3 separate regions of the Macaca mulatta genome follow, and regions 2 and 3 are each linked to region 1. A link is a contact called in public Hi-C data. All regions are on one chromosome and are shown on one strand. Each heading gives the region's core, a stretch centred on a gene start, on an enhancer-like site or on the middle of the called end of the contact. The rest is flanking DNA. Distances are from core to core; before and after follow the strand shown.

Region 1 (4,170 bases), core at 1,077-3,576:
GTATTGAGGGCAATCAGAAATCAAAGCAGGGTGGTTCTTGCTAAACTGGAATTCACACAGATGGACCTAGGTTTAGGAGCCTGATAAAGTTTGGCCAAGCAAATAATCTTTTGTCAATACAACAATACAATACTTTTCACTTTTTTTTTTTTTGAGACAGAGACTCGCGCTGTCTCCCAGGCTAAAGTGCAGTGGCGCGATCTTGGCTCTCTGCAATCTCCACATCCTAGGTTCAAGCAATTCTCCTGCCTCAGCTTCCTAAGTAGCTGGGACTACAGGTGCGTGACACCACGCCCAGCTAATTTTTTGTATTTGTAGTAGAGACAAGGTTTCACCATGTTGGTCAGGCTGGTCTAGAACTCCTGACCTCAAGTGATCTGCCCGCCTCGGCCTCCCAAAGTGCTGGGATTACAGGCATGAGTCACCATACCCGGCCTTGCCCACTATTTTTTTGGAGACAGTCTCGTTCTGTCGCCCAGGCTGGAGTGCAATCTCAGCTCATTGCAACCTTCACCTCCCAGGTTCAAGCGATTCTCCTGCCTCAGCCTCCCGAGTAGCTGGGATTACAAGCACCCGCCACCACGCCTGGCTACTTTTTGTATTTTTAGTAGAGACAAGGGACAAGGTTTCGCCACGTTGCCCAGGCTAGTGTCGAACTCCTGGGCTCAAGTGATCCGCCTGCCTGGGCCTCTCAAAGTGCTGGGATTACAGGCCTGAGCCACAGGGCCCGGCCCACTATTTTTATCACTCAAGATTTTCGTCTGCAGCAGCTATTATTGGGGTGGCTACCTAATGGGAAATTTTTCTATTTCCACTATTCCTTCCACATTTATTGACAGGAAAGTTAGTCTAAGGAAGAGCTGTACCCTCACTTACTCATATCCTCCTTTTCCTTTTTTTTTTTTTTTTTTTTTTTGAGACGGACTCTCACTCTATCGCCCAGGCTGGAGTGAAAGTGGTGCCATCTCGGAGCACTGCAGCCTGGAACTCCTGGATTCAGGCGATCCTTCCACCTCAGCCTCCCGAGCAGCTCGGACCACAGGCACCCGCCACCAAGCAGCTAATTAAAAAAATTTTTTGAGCCAAGCGCAGTGCCTAACGCCTGTAATCCCAGCACTTTCGGAGGCCGAGGCAGGCAGATCAATTGAGCCCAGGAGTTTGATACCAGCCTGGCCAACATGGTGAAACCCCGTCTCTACCAAAAACATAAAAATTAGCCGGGCGTGCTGGTGGCGCCTGTAATCCCAGTTACTCGGATGGGTGAGCCAGGAGAACCACTTGAACCCGGGAGGTAGAAGTTGCACCCCAGCCTGGGTGACAAAGCGAGACTCCATCTCAAAAAAAAAAAATGTAGATACTGGGGTCTCACTATGTTGGCCTGGCTGGTCTCGAACTCCTGGGCTCAAGTAATCCTCCTGCCTCGACCTCCCAAAGCTCTAGGGATTACAGGCGCAAGCCACCGCGTCCGGCCTAACCCTCCCTGTTTGGGATCTCCTGTTATAGTATTAGAAAATGGAAAAGCTCCAGACAGTTGAGCACACGCGTTCTTTGTAAATGATGACGTCTGATACAGTGATGCTTTCAACCGGGTTGTGTAACGCCTGTGTGTGCACGGTCTCTTCTGCAGTCTCCACTGAAGGTGGCCCGTCTGCGCGTCCGCTCCCGGCTTACCCCGCGCTCCCTGTTCCCGGCATTCCCGGCGCTCCCCGCGCTTCCCGCGCTCCCCCGCTCCCGGCATTCCCGGCATTTCCCGTTCCCGTCGCTCCTCGCGGCCGCCGCCCTCCGGCCGGCGAGCCCCGCCCGGGCAGCGACTGTTAGCGCGACAGCGGCCTGGGGGTCTGGTCCCGCCCGCGCGGCCGCGCTATTGGGCCGCGCGCCGCGGACGCGCGCGCTACGCGCCACCGATTGGCGGCCTCCGCAGCCCGCTCCGCGGCTCCCCCAATGCGGGGCGGCCGCGTGCGGGGATTGGCCGCGCGCTGCGAAGGTCCGCCCTCCGCTCGCCCGGCGCGGCAGGCTGGTCCCGGCGACCGGAGGGTCTGGACAGGCTTTCCAGATGGCTGCGGCGGTCGGTCGGTGAGGCTTTCCCGGCTGTGGTCTGGCTGCGGGCGGCTCGGGTAGCCCGCGGGCGCCTCAGGTAGGTGCGGGGCGCGAGGGGCGCCCCGCGGGCGGGCGGGCGGGCGCTGCGGCCTGCGCGAGGGCGCGCCCTTCCCTCCCGCCTCCCTCCGGGACCGAGGCCGCGGGTGGGGCGGGGCCGGGGCGCGGAGCCCGGCCTTTGTGAGGCAACATGGCCGCGGGCGGTGGAGAGCGCGGGGTGGGGACCCCTCCGGGGCTGGGGGGGCTGGCCCCGGGCCCAGGCGTTGCCGACTCTGGTCGCTGTCCGCAGGGGTAAAGAGGCTCCTCTCCCTGCGGGCCCGAAGCCCTAGCATCGCCTTCAGGCGGGAAAGGTGTGGGCAGGGACAGTGCTCGCCTGGGACCCTGCTGGCGTTAACACAGTTTGGGAAATCCAAGAAGTCGCCTAAGTCTTTTTGTCCACCAAATGCTCACTGGTTGAGTGTCACGTAGATAATTGGGATACGGTTTTATTGTAACAATGAGCATGGCGGAAATAAATGGAAGGTGGCAACCTGTTGACAGTGATGCCTGTCTGGTGTCAACCGATGGACTTGGCTTTCTTGTGGCAGGAGTCTGATTTGCCTTTTTGCATGCTTGCATGTACCTTGTTCCTGTACGGCAGTCCCGTCTATGGCTGTCGACTGTTCGAGGCCAACCACCAGGCGAGGATCCACTATTTCCTGGCCAGACTAGACTCCTGGCTGTGGGTGTGGCCCAAACCCTGCTGCAGGCCTTCACTCACAAAAGGGAGTGAATGGCCAGCGCGGGGTACCCAGTGTTGCCTCTAAGTGCGGGATGTGAGGCCTGTTGGAGGATGACAAAAGGAACGGATGAGGTCATACTGCCGCTGGGTTGGGCGGGAGGCTGCAGCGGGAGAGACTTGACCAAAAAGCAGCATCCATGGCGCTGGCACTGGTGCTGGCCGGTCGCGGCCAGTGCCTCGGTTAGCTAGCACAGCAAGTGGACTAGGAAGAAGGGTGCTGTCCAAGTGTATGGGTTTTCTCCCCGTGCCAGGGGTCCAGGGGAGCTTGCCTTGAGCCCATTCCTGTCTGATGGTCCTGTTGGCAAGGCAGGGTTTGCATCCGGTGTTTGGTCAGCTGGAGCAGTGGGGAGGCCTATGGGCGGAGAGCTCCCCTTTGAGCCCTTTGCGGCCAGGCACTGTGTGGAGCACTTCCCAGGGGTTGTTTTGTAGTCTCACCACGACCTTGGGGTAGGAAATGTGCTTTCTGGCTGGCTTGCCCAGTCTTAGACTCTGTTGTTGTAGCCCCCTCCTTTGTGATGTCATCCAGCCTCCTGGCTTTAATGCCAACTTTCCTTGACATCTTAACAGCTCCAGCCCTGGCCTCCCTTCTAGGCTCCAGCCTGGTGTTTCTGGCCACCTCTTCTATATCTCCATGTGTTACTCTGGTGCCAAATAGCCATATCCAAACCAAACTCAAATCTTCACCCATGCCAAAACATTCCTTGGCCTGTCTAAAGTCCCTTTGATTCCTCTTTTTCTTATAACTTCATGCAGTTGACAGGAGGCCCTGTCAACTCACCTTCTATTTCTAAGCACAGACCGTTTTCCACCACCTCCAGGTTAACATCCTGGCCCAGCCTACCTAGTGAACCTCTAATTCTCTTTACTGTCACCTTTGGTCCTCACTCCCCATCCACCACCTATAGTTTTTCTGGACACAGAGTGATTCTTCTTCCTCTTCTTTTTTTTTTTTTTTTTTTTTTTTAAGACAGAATCTTGCCCTGTCGCCCAGACTGGAGTGCAGTGGTGCGATCTCAGCTCACGCAACTTCTGCCTCCCGGGTTCAAGTGATTCTCCTGCCTCAGCCTCCCAAGTAGCTGGGACTGCAGGCTTCCACAACCACCGCGCCCAGCTGATTTTTGTATTTTTAGTAGAGACGGGGTTTCACCATGTTGGCCGGGCTGGTCTCAAACTCCTGACCTCAAATGATCTGCCTGCCTCAGCCTCCCAAAGCCCTGGGATTACAGGCGTCAGCCACTATGCCTGGACACAGAGTGACCTTTTTTTTTTTTTTTTGAGATGGAATCTCACTTTGT
Region 2 (4,170 bases), core at 453-2,952, 61 kb before region 1:
TGTTGCAGCCCCAAGCTCCCAGGGCTTAGGTGCCCACTCTAGACCCATCTCATCTGCTGTCACCTGTTTCCTGGCATCATATGTCATCCAGACTGGAGTGTCAGTGGTAACAAAGAACATCAGAGTGTCTTCTCTGGCCCTGTCTAGCTGGGAAAAGTATGGCTGGGGGTGGGGTTGGCCCAAGGCCACAAGCTATGACAGAACAGGATGCAAACCACCATCTGACATGTTACTGCATCCCTCTTTGTGCGCAAAGGGAAACCTTGGTCAACTCTTGTCCAGCTTTGAGGTGCATGGTCTGGTGCTTTGGGGCAGCCCACTCTGCAGCTGCTGCCATGAACCCCAGGGCAGAGTCCATCACCCCCAAGCCTCAGATCCCACTTGTCCACCATCACCACCTCTTGGCCCTACAGATTGCATAGATTTGGCTGCTTAGAGGGAAATCACTGGTACCAGCCCTACACGATCCCACTGCTGGATGGTGGGAGAGACAACTATGTCTGGCTAGGTCTGCGGCCCACTGGCCATGAGTCCCTGGACATCTGGAGTCCTTGGTTTACTTGTTATAAAAGGTTCTGTTGGATTCCAGGAGAAACACAGATAAGACAGCAAAAGTGTGGAGCACAACGGGCCTGCATGTAGGTCCAGGTTAGACTCTTGCCTTTGCTGATTACCAGCCAGGTTCTTCCCATCCCTGAGCCCCAGTTTTCTGCAGGGCATCAGGGCACCTAGGTCTTCAACGCAGGTTGAAGCCTCTCGTGCTTGCCACCTTTTTTGACTTCAACTGAATGACATAACTCCTCCAAGTCTCAGTGTTTACATGTTTACATCTATAAAGTGGGGTGAAAGAACTGCTGACCCAGACATTGGGTTTAAAGTGCTTTACACATTATCATTATCCCTAATGTCCTTGTCATCCATGTCATAGTTTTTTGAGTGCTCACTCTTTGAGGCAGGGCATGGGCCTCTGGGCTTTGACTCTCCACCTTTCTGCCACATAGGCCCAGGCACAGCCCAGAGGCCACTGGAGCAGGGGTCCCAGCTCATGCCTCTGTCCTGTTGGGAGGGCCCCAGTCAGTGTCCACCTGCTCGCCTTGCACAAGTCAAGCTGGGCCAGCCCCTCGTCACTGGGGCCTGGACCTGGATGTGAGCTCAGAGGCTACAGTGTAGGGGTGAAAGTAGGGGAGGGGATGGGTGTGCAAGGTATAGTACTCAAATGCCTAGTCCAGGGTCTGGGGTCCATACTGGGAATGGCAGGGACATCAAGGAGGAAAGAGCCGACCTGGAGGCCATAAAGTGAAGGAAAGGATGGCCAGGAGGAGGATGGCCAGGTCTAGAGGCGGGGTTGAGTGGACAGGATGGGAAGACCAAGTCGCAGTCTGAGGGGGCCGTTCTGGAAGTGAGCATTCCTGTAGCTCTTTCGAGAGAGGCTGCAGGGTAGGCAGGTGACAGATGGTGTCCATGAGGGCATGAGCTGAGGAGCGGCTGCAACCTTCCAGGGCGTCCCCGCAGGCAGGGAGTCGCGGAGTACCCGAAGGCCGCGGGATCGGGAAGCGCTCAGACGCCTGCGCAGCCCCAAGCCATGGCGCAGCCTCGGGGGCGGGGCGCCAGGAGACTGCAGCCTCCGAGCGACAGCGCGCGCAGCCAACGGGACTCCGGCATGCGGCGCGCCGCCCCGCCCCTCGCTGCGCGGCCCAATGGTGAAGGCGCCGGCTTCGGGCCGGGCGGGGACTGGGCTGGCTGCGGTGGCGCGCGGGCGCGGCACCCGGAAGTCGGCGGCGGCGGCGGAGGCGGTGAGTGCGCGGCTCCGGGGCTGGCCGACTCCTCTGGTTGCCTGGCCGGCCTGGGCTCGGGGGCACCGGGCTCTGGGTGCGCGGACCGGGCTAGGCTGCTTGAAGGTGGGTGGGCTGGCCGCACCGCCTTGCCCTGCCTCAGTTTCCCCTTTCTGAGGTATGGTATAGAATCAGGCGGCTGGGTCAGGGGCTACCACGTCGATCCGGCCGACGAAAATGCCCCGCGCCTTACTGGAAGGCGTTTTTGATACTACCCGCTGACACGGGATGCGAGGGACACTGGCAGGTGGGAACCAGACTCGCTGCGGGGAGGCTGAGACTGACAGGGCCGGGAGCTGCGTGGTCCCTGCAGGGTGGGTGGGCTGCGCGGCCTTGGCAGCATCAGGGACAGCTCTGGAGCCCAGTCACTCTGTCCCCTACCTGCGGCCTGCTGCGGGCCAGCAGGGTGACAGCTAATGTGGGTGTGAGTAGTTAGTAAGTGCTGGGTCATCCCTGCGCCTGAATGCGGCCTTCCTGGGGAGGTTTGGGTAGTTACATCCCCCACCCCCACCTCCAGGGCATCAGAGGTAGGGGCTGGCAGGGCTGCACTCAGGGCAGTCCTTGCCCCACCGCAGCCTGGGCTTTGCCCGTTTTCCTCTAGGGAAGTGGGCACAGAGAGGGCTGTTTGCTGAGACCCCCCACCTTCCCTGCCCCCAGCACCTCTTCTGTGCTCCCTTGGCTTCCTGCTGGGCCACAAGCTTTAGAGTGAACCTTCTGCCCTTGGACAAGTCCCTGGGCCTCAGGCCCCCTTCCTCTTCAGGAATGTCACATGCCCTGTCCTGGCCAGGGCTGTCTGCACTGGCCAGGCCTATTGTGTGGCTCCAGACCTACTAACCACTGTTTTGCTGCCACTCTGGGGGCAGAGCCCTCTTCCATGAGGCAGATGTGACAGCAGCTGTAAGGGGTAGCTGAGTAGCTCTTTGGAAGGCTTTCTCACGCTAGCTCATTTGCCTTTGGGCAGCCTTTTGGGGCAAGCATTCTTTGATCCAGTCCTGCTCCCACAAGGAAAACTCAGGCTAAGGGGACAGATGGTGTTCCCAAGGTCATTCAGATCCAGGGCCCGCTCCCAGTGCCTCTACTACTCCTGGGCCACTCTCCTAGGAGTTTTCCTGCATCTGTGTCCTGTTGGGTGGGTTGGGGGCAGCTGGAGAGGGTGACCATGTTGTTAGATGGACACAGCAGAGCCTCTGTTCCCGCAGGATCCTACTGCTCTGGTGGTCCAGGGTGGGGTGCCCTGGTGCCCCCACCCTCTTGGGCCCCTACACAGCTTTGTGTTACTTGCATGTCCCCAGACTGCAGGCCCCTCAGACCAAGCGCCTGCCTGCTGTGATGTGTGGTGGCCATAGCCCTTCCCTGAGCTGAGATGACCAGCTGTCAGCTCTGCCTGGGCTGCCAGCCCTTTGTGCTTCCTTGGTCTTCACTTGTGGGCTGTCATTCTGATTACGTTTTGCAGTGTGTGTAATCACACGTAGTGTCTTGGGAACTTGATCCTGTGCCTGGCTTCTGCACCAGATGGTGAACTTGGAGGGCACCCTGGTGCCCACCTAAGCGTGCTGCTTCTGAAAACACCCACAGATATATGAGGGACTTCTCAGGGACCCCAGAAGGGGTCTGGAGAGAAACAGCCCAGGACAGGGAGGCTGGGAAGACTTCTCGAAGTAGGGCCATGCTTGTCATTGACACTCCAGATGCATGAGAAGCAGGGCCCATCCTTTGGTGATATGTCAGTCAGCACATGGCAGCAGCATGGCAGAGCCTGGCCTTTGTTGGCCCCTACCATAGGGTTTGGGCTATCTTGAAAACAAGCCTATCCCTACCATAAGGATGGGCTCTGTGAAAACAAGGTCACCCGAGAAGGACTGAGCTGCCTTTTGAGGTTATCACTGCAGCTTTTTCCCCTTTTTCTCTCAACTTCCTTTTTAGATTGCAAAAATAGTTTATGCATGCTTAAAAATAAAAAAGGCCGGCCTCCTTCTCCCAGCGGCTGCTCCCCTGGTGCGCTTGCTGACATTTGAGGGTGCATCCATCAAGATCTTCAGTGCCACGCTAACTTGAAGTGCTTGCCTTCACCCTCTTTGCAGGCGTGGTAGGAGTGCCCCCTTTTTGTTTTCACTAACCACTCAGGCCGCAGGGGCCGCTGCGAGGCTGACCTGTTCCTGGCTTGTGAGGAAGCTGAGTGTTCCTCCCAGGAGGGCCTGAGGATGGGGCCACCCTGTGTCCAGAGCCTTCTGTCTGCTCACGATGCCTCTTGTTTGTGTTGCTCCTTGGAACTGGGAAGAGACAGTGATCCTCTGGTGTGAGGCTGAAGTAATGCCCCGGAAGCATTGTGAAGATCTGA
Region 3 (4,170 bases), core at 517-3,016, 38 kb after region 1:
CGATACTCAGTCTGCAGGGAGAGACAGCTGCACCTTACCCTGGTTGCCCAGCACTTGTGCCTGGAAACCCTGATTTCCCCACAGGGGCTGGCAGTCAAACAAGAGGAATAGCTGATAGCTATGTGATAAGTTACCAGAGAAAACAAAAAGATCAACAGGAAGGGTGAGCAAAAGCAAAGTTTTCAAATCCCGGGATAGGGGTTTGTGGCCACCGAAGTCTAGCCTGACCTGCTGGGGTGATGGCCTGACCCCCTCCAGTGGGCAGCAGGCCTTGTTGTGCTTGTGCCTCTGCTCGAGCAGCCAGGGCAGCAAGGCACGGTTGGTGCTCCCGATTTCCCTGTAAGAGGAGCAGATCTGTGGTTGGACTCCACCTACTGTCCCCCACCCATGCTAGGCCACTCCCCAATGTCCAGGCTCCCAATCCCTCCTTTCGGACCTCATTGTGCCCCCTGTAACATGGGTGTCCCACTCGCTAGCTCCCAAAGGGGCCGCCAGATCCTGTGCTGGGCCTCCCGACTGGTGCACAGGCAGGCTGAGGAAGCACAGGGCCGGGCAGAGCCCCAGCCAGGAGGGGTGTCTTGCGCCCTCACTCACTTGGCGAGTTTCTGCAGCACCTGCTCGCACTCCAGCTGCTTCCGCTCAAGCTGCTCAGCATAGGGCACTGTCCATAGAGGGGTCACCACGTCGGCCACTCGTGTTGCTGGTGGCTCACTCTCACCCTCCTGTCGCCTCCTCCTGGCCATGGGGTCGGCCTTGGGTCGGGCCAGGCGCACACTGAGTGGGCGGCCTTTCCAGAGGGCACCATGCAAAACTCGCAGGGCCTTGTCCCTCTCTGCAGCGCTGCGGAATGTCACAAAGGCGCAGGGTGGTTGCCCAAAGAGTTTGGTTTTGTGGGGCTGCAGGCCAAAGCGGCCCAGGAAGCGCCGGACGTCGCTGAAGCTGGCGTGGCGAGGCACGTTCTGCAGCTCCAGTTTGAAGATCTCAGAGGTAAACAAGTCATCCCTGATGTAGCTGTAGAGCCCAGGTTGAGGCCCCGGCCCTGTAGCTGCTCCAGCGCCCTCTTTCTCCACCTCCTCCAGGGCTGCCGGGTCTGCAGGGAGCACCGAGGCTGTAGGGCAGCTCGGGGCACTGCTGCTCTCCTGGCCACAGCTCTCCATGGGCTTTGGGCCCTGTGTGGGGACAGATGGGGTGCTACGGTGAGGACTAGACCCTGGGGCCTGGCCCCCCAGGTTCCCCTATGGCACACCCAAACCTCCGTCGGTGCACTCTGCACTCAACCCTGCCCCTCCCCTCCCCCATTCTACCCTCCCGACCCCATTCCCGTCTCCTTTCCTCCCCCATCGCATCCTCCTCGTCCCCACCTATTCTCTGGCAGGTTTCCTGCCCCACCCCGCCTCCTCCCACCCCATCCCCGTCTCTACCCAGCGTCTCCCCGCACTCTACCTCGTTGTCGAGGTTCTCACTCATCGTTCAGGCGGTTCTCCGCCTAGACCAGGGGTGCCACGGGGGCCGCCTGGTCACCTCGTCCTGGGCCTGTCACAAGGGAAGTGCTCAGAGGGGAAGTGCTCAGAGAGCCAGTGCAACGCCGCGAGGTCGCCGCCAGCCCCGGCTTCGACCCAGATGGGGCGGTACTCGAACCTGCGGTGCTCAGGTCCTGGTCTCAGGCTTCGGGCTGCACCGCCCGCCCGCCAGGGGCCCGCGCCGGCCGCACGCTTCGCCAGCCACTCTTAGTCCGCCAGCGCGTGCCGCGGAGGCCGAGCGTCTCTATGATCCTGACTTCCTGCAACATCATAGCCACGCGCCGGCTCCAACCACTTTAGCCAGCTCTTGGGGCGCGCGTGGCCGGGACGGAAGTGCGCGCAGGGGTCGCCGGGAATGCGCGCTCCTCTGGCTGACGGGCGGGCCGGGCATGCGCCACGGGCGTTTTGGCGGGAAGCGCGGGGCGGGCCGGACAATGAGAGTGTCCGCCGCCTGAGCCAATAAAGCTGTACTGGTTTTGAATCGCGGCGCGTTTCCCGCCGCTGGGGTCAGGGGTCGAGGTTCGGGTCGCGGGGCGGAGGGAAGAGCGGGCGGGCGGGAGGCGCCGGCGCCAGACGCGGAGGGAAGGAGCTACGAGTAGCCGCCCAGAGGCCGCGGAGCCAGCGACGACCGACCCAGCCGAGCCGCCGCCGCCGCCGCGCCCCCATGGCGGCCGCCAAGGTGCGGCCTGGCCCAAGCGGGGACAGGGTGGGCGGGCGGGGCCGGTGGGACCGGGGCCGTTATCAGCGGCCACGTGGGCGGCCCGCGCAGCAGCCACCAACCCCCGCCGGCCTGCAGGTTCGGCCGTCTGCTGGGCCTCGGTGGCGCGGGGTCGGGACGCGTGGGGTTTGGGGGCTCGAGGCCTGCGGAGTTGGGGCTTCTGGGGGTGCAGGCTCTGCAGAGGCCTGGGGGCTGCAGGGCGCCCGCGTGACCTTGGGGTGGGTTGGGGGCGGCCGTCGCCACGCGGGGCGGCCCCAGCCTCCGGGAACTGGTGCGGGCGGCGGGTTTCCTCCGGCTCGGCCCACTTGGGGCTTCCCACTAGTACGGTGCATTTATTCCTTCCGTCGCCCACGCAGCACTTCATTCATTCGGTTCTCACGTGTGGAACCGGCTCTGGCCTCTGTGGCAGAAGCTCGCGTTCCAGCGTGGGGCACAGGTCCTGGACGCGCCGACCCGGGCGGCGGCTTTGTTGGCTGAGGTGTATGGTTGAGTGCGGGCCGCTGCAGAGCCGCAGTGCTGTGGGAAACACAGAAGAGCAGCGAAAAGCTTATGTTTTCTTTTCCAGTTTGAGTCTAGTGGTGAAGTCTTAGGTCTCTTATGGACTTCTGGGTGACCAAGGCACGTGTTCTGGAAGACTCGAACCTAAAATATGATTATTGGTGCTCTCTTATCCTCTAAATTGGGTCAGGATTTCATGACTTTCACCGGTACAATTTATCTAGTTACTAACTTAATTTCTTGAACTGTGAAAAAATTGCTGGCAGAGCTATGAATCCAATGTAAATACTACCAGTCCTGTAGCGACTTTTTTCATTCTAGTAAGCAAGAGCACAACTATTTCCTAATTAGTAAAAGCTGAAATAGTTACATTTTGCTTTAAAGTAACATTTCAAAATCTATTTCGACCCATCATTGTGTCCTTTGATCTTCACACAGCAGGTATCGTCTGCATTTTATGGATGAGGAAGAAACTGATGCTCAAAGAGATGAGGCAGTTACTCCCAGGCCACTCTGCAAGTGCTGGCGGAGTTGTAGGGCCCACCATCAGTCTGTGCACAGATCTGACTGATGTCTGTCAATCTGGGGGAGGGGCCCCAAACTCGGGTGTCTCGCTGTAGGCTCATGCACTGAGTGTATGGAGCTGGGCGTAAATGCAAACCTTTCCTAGCGTGGAAGAGAGGGCCTAATTTCTTGCTTTGGGGTGGAGCCCATCCTTGTAGCTGAAGTCCCTTCACTGTCGGGGGGCAGACCACTGCAGGCACTGGTTGGGCTCTGGCTGTGAGCCGGATCCATAGGCCAGCAGTGTAACCTCTTTGTATTTCCTCAGGACACTCATGAGGACCATGATACTTCCACTGAGAATACAGACGAATCCAACCATGACCCTCAGTTTGAGCCAATAGTTTCTCTTCCTGAGCAAGAAATTAAAACGCTGGAAGAAGATGAAGAGGAACTTTTTAAAATGTAAGTAATCTGATGTCCCAGAAATAGGACCCTTTAAGGTTGAAGTTACAGCTTTTTTGGGTGTTAAGGTCTTGGCCTGACTTTTAATCAGACTGAGGTTCTTTAAAGAAAGGGCCTAAAGTTGCTTGATGACTAATCCCATGTGGAAATTTAACCCATTGCTTTTATGAATCTTCACCAGGTGCCCTTGCTGCCCTGCAGCCAGTTGCATGAAGGGCATCCCATTATTGCTGCTCTGTTCACTGACATGGCGGCCCCACTGCTGTTTCTTGCCACTGGCTTCTGAGGATCCAGGGAGTCCCTTTGGTTGAGCAGGGGATTTTAACTTTTTGCAGCAGAGTTCTTTGGCATTGTGAAGCTTATAAATCCCCCACCCGGTGTTTTTGTTGTTGTTGTTGTTTGAGATGGAGCCTCGCTCTATCGCCTAGGCTGGAGTGCAGTGGCGTGATCTCAGCTCATTGCAAGCTC

The links. Hi-C and Micro-C count contacts between places; a contact is called where the count stands out from the background.
Region 2: a contact with region 1 is called in a Hi-C map of fetal cortex germinal zone, with 2.2 times the contacts expected there. The contact joins the promoter of TANGO2 here to the promoter of DGCR8 in region 1. A contact is called at or near these places in 3 of 14 Hi-C or Micro-C datasets (cortical neurons, fetal cortex germinal zone and liver).
Region 3: a contact with region 1 is called in a Hi-C map of fetal cortex germinal zone, with 2.7 times the contacts expected there. The contact joins the promoter of TRMT2A here to the promoter of DGCR8 in region 1. A contact is called at or near these places in 5 of 14 Hi-C or Micro-C datasets (cortical neurons, fetal cortex germinal zone, fetal cortical plate and 2 more).

The regions. Positions count from the first base shown.
Region 1 is chr10:32,603,142-32,607,311 of T2T-MMU8v2.0, reverse strand. DGCR8 (DGCR8 microprocessor complex subunit) reads left to right here and starts at 2,326. Exons shown (of 14, transcript NM_001194750.1): 1 at 2,326-2,444.
Region 2 is chr10:32,663,221-32,667,390 of T2T-MMU8v2.0, reverse strand. TANGO2 (transport and golgi organization 2 homolog) reads left to right here and starts at 1,702. Exons shown (of 9, transcript XM_015149734.3): 1 at 1,702-1,793.
Region 3 is chr10:32,564,296-32,568,465 of T2T-MMU8v2.0, reverse strand. It overlaps TRMT2A (tRNA methyltransferase 2 homolog A), which reads right to left and starts at 1,766. Exons shown (of 13, transcript XM_077950841.1): 1 at 1,639-1,766; 2 at 1,444-1,533; 3 at 595-1,169; 4 at 229-337; 5 at 1-11. The coding sequence starts at 1,467. It overlaps RANBP1 (RAN binding protein 1), which reads left to right and starts at 2,051. Exons shown (of 6, transcript NM_001260864.2): 1 at 2,051-2,199; 2 at 3,566-3,702. The coding sequence starts at 2,185.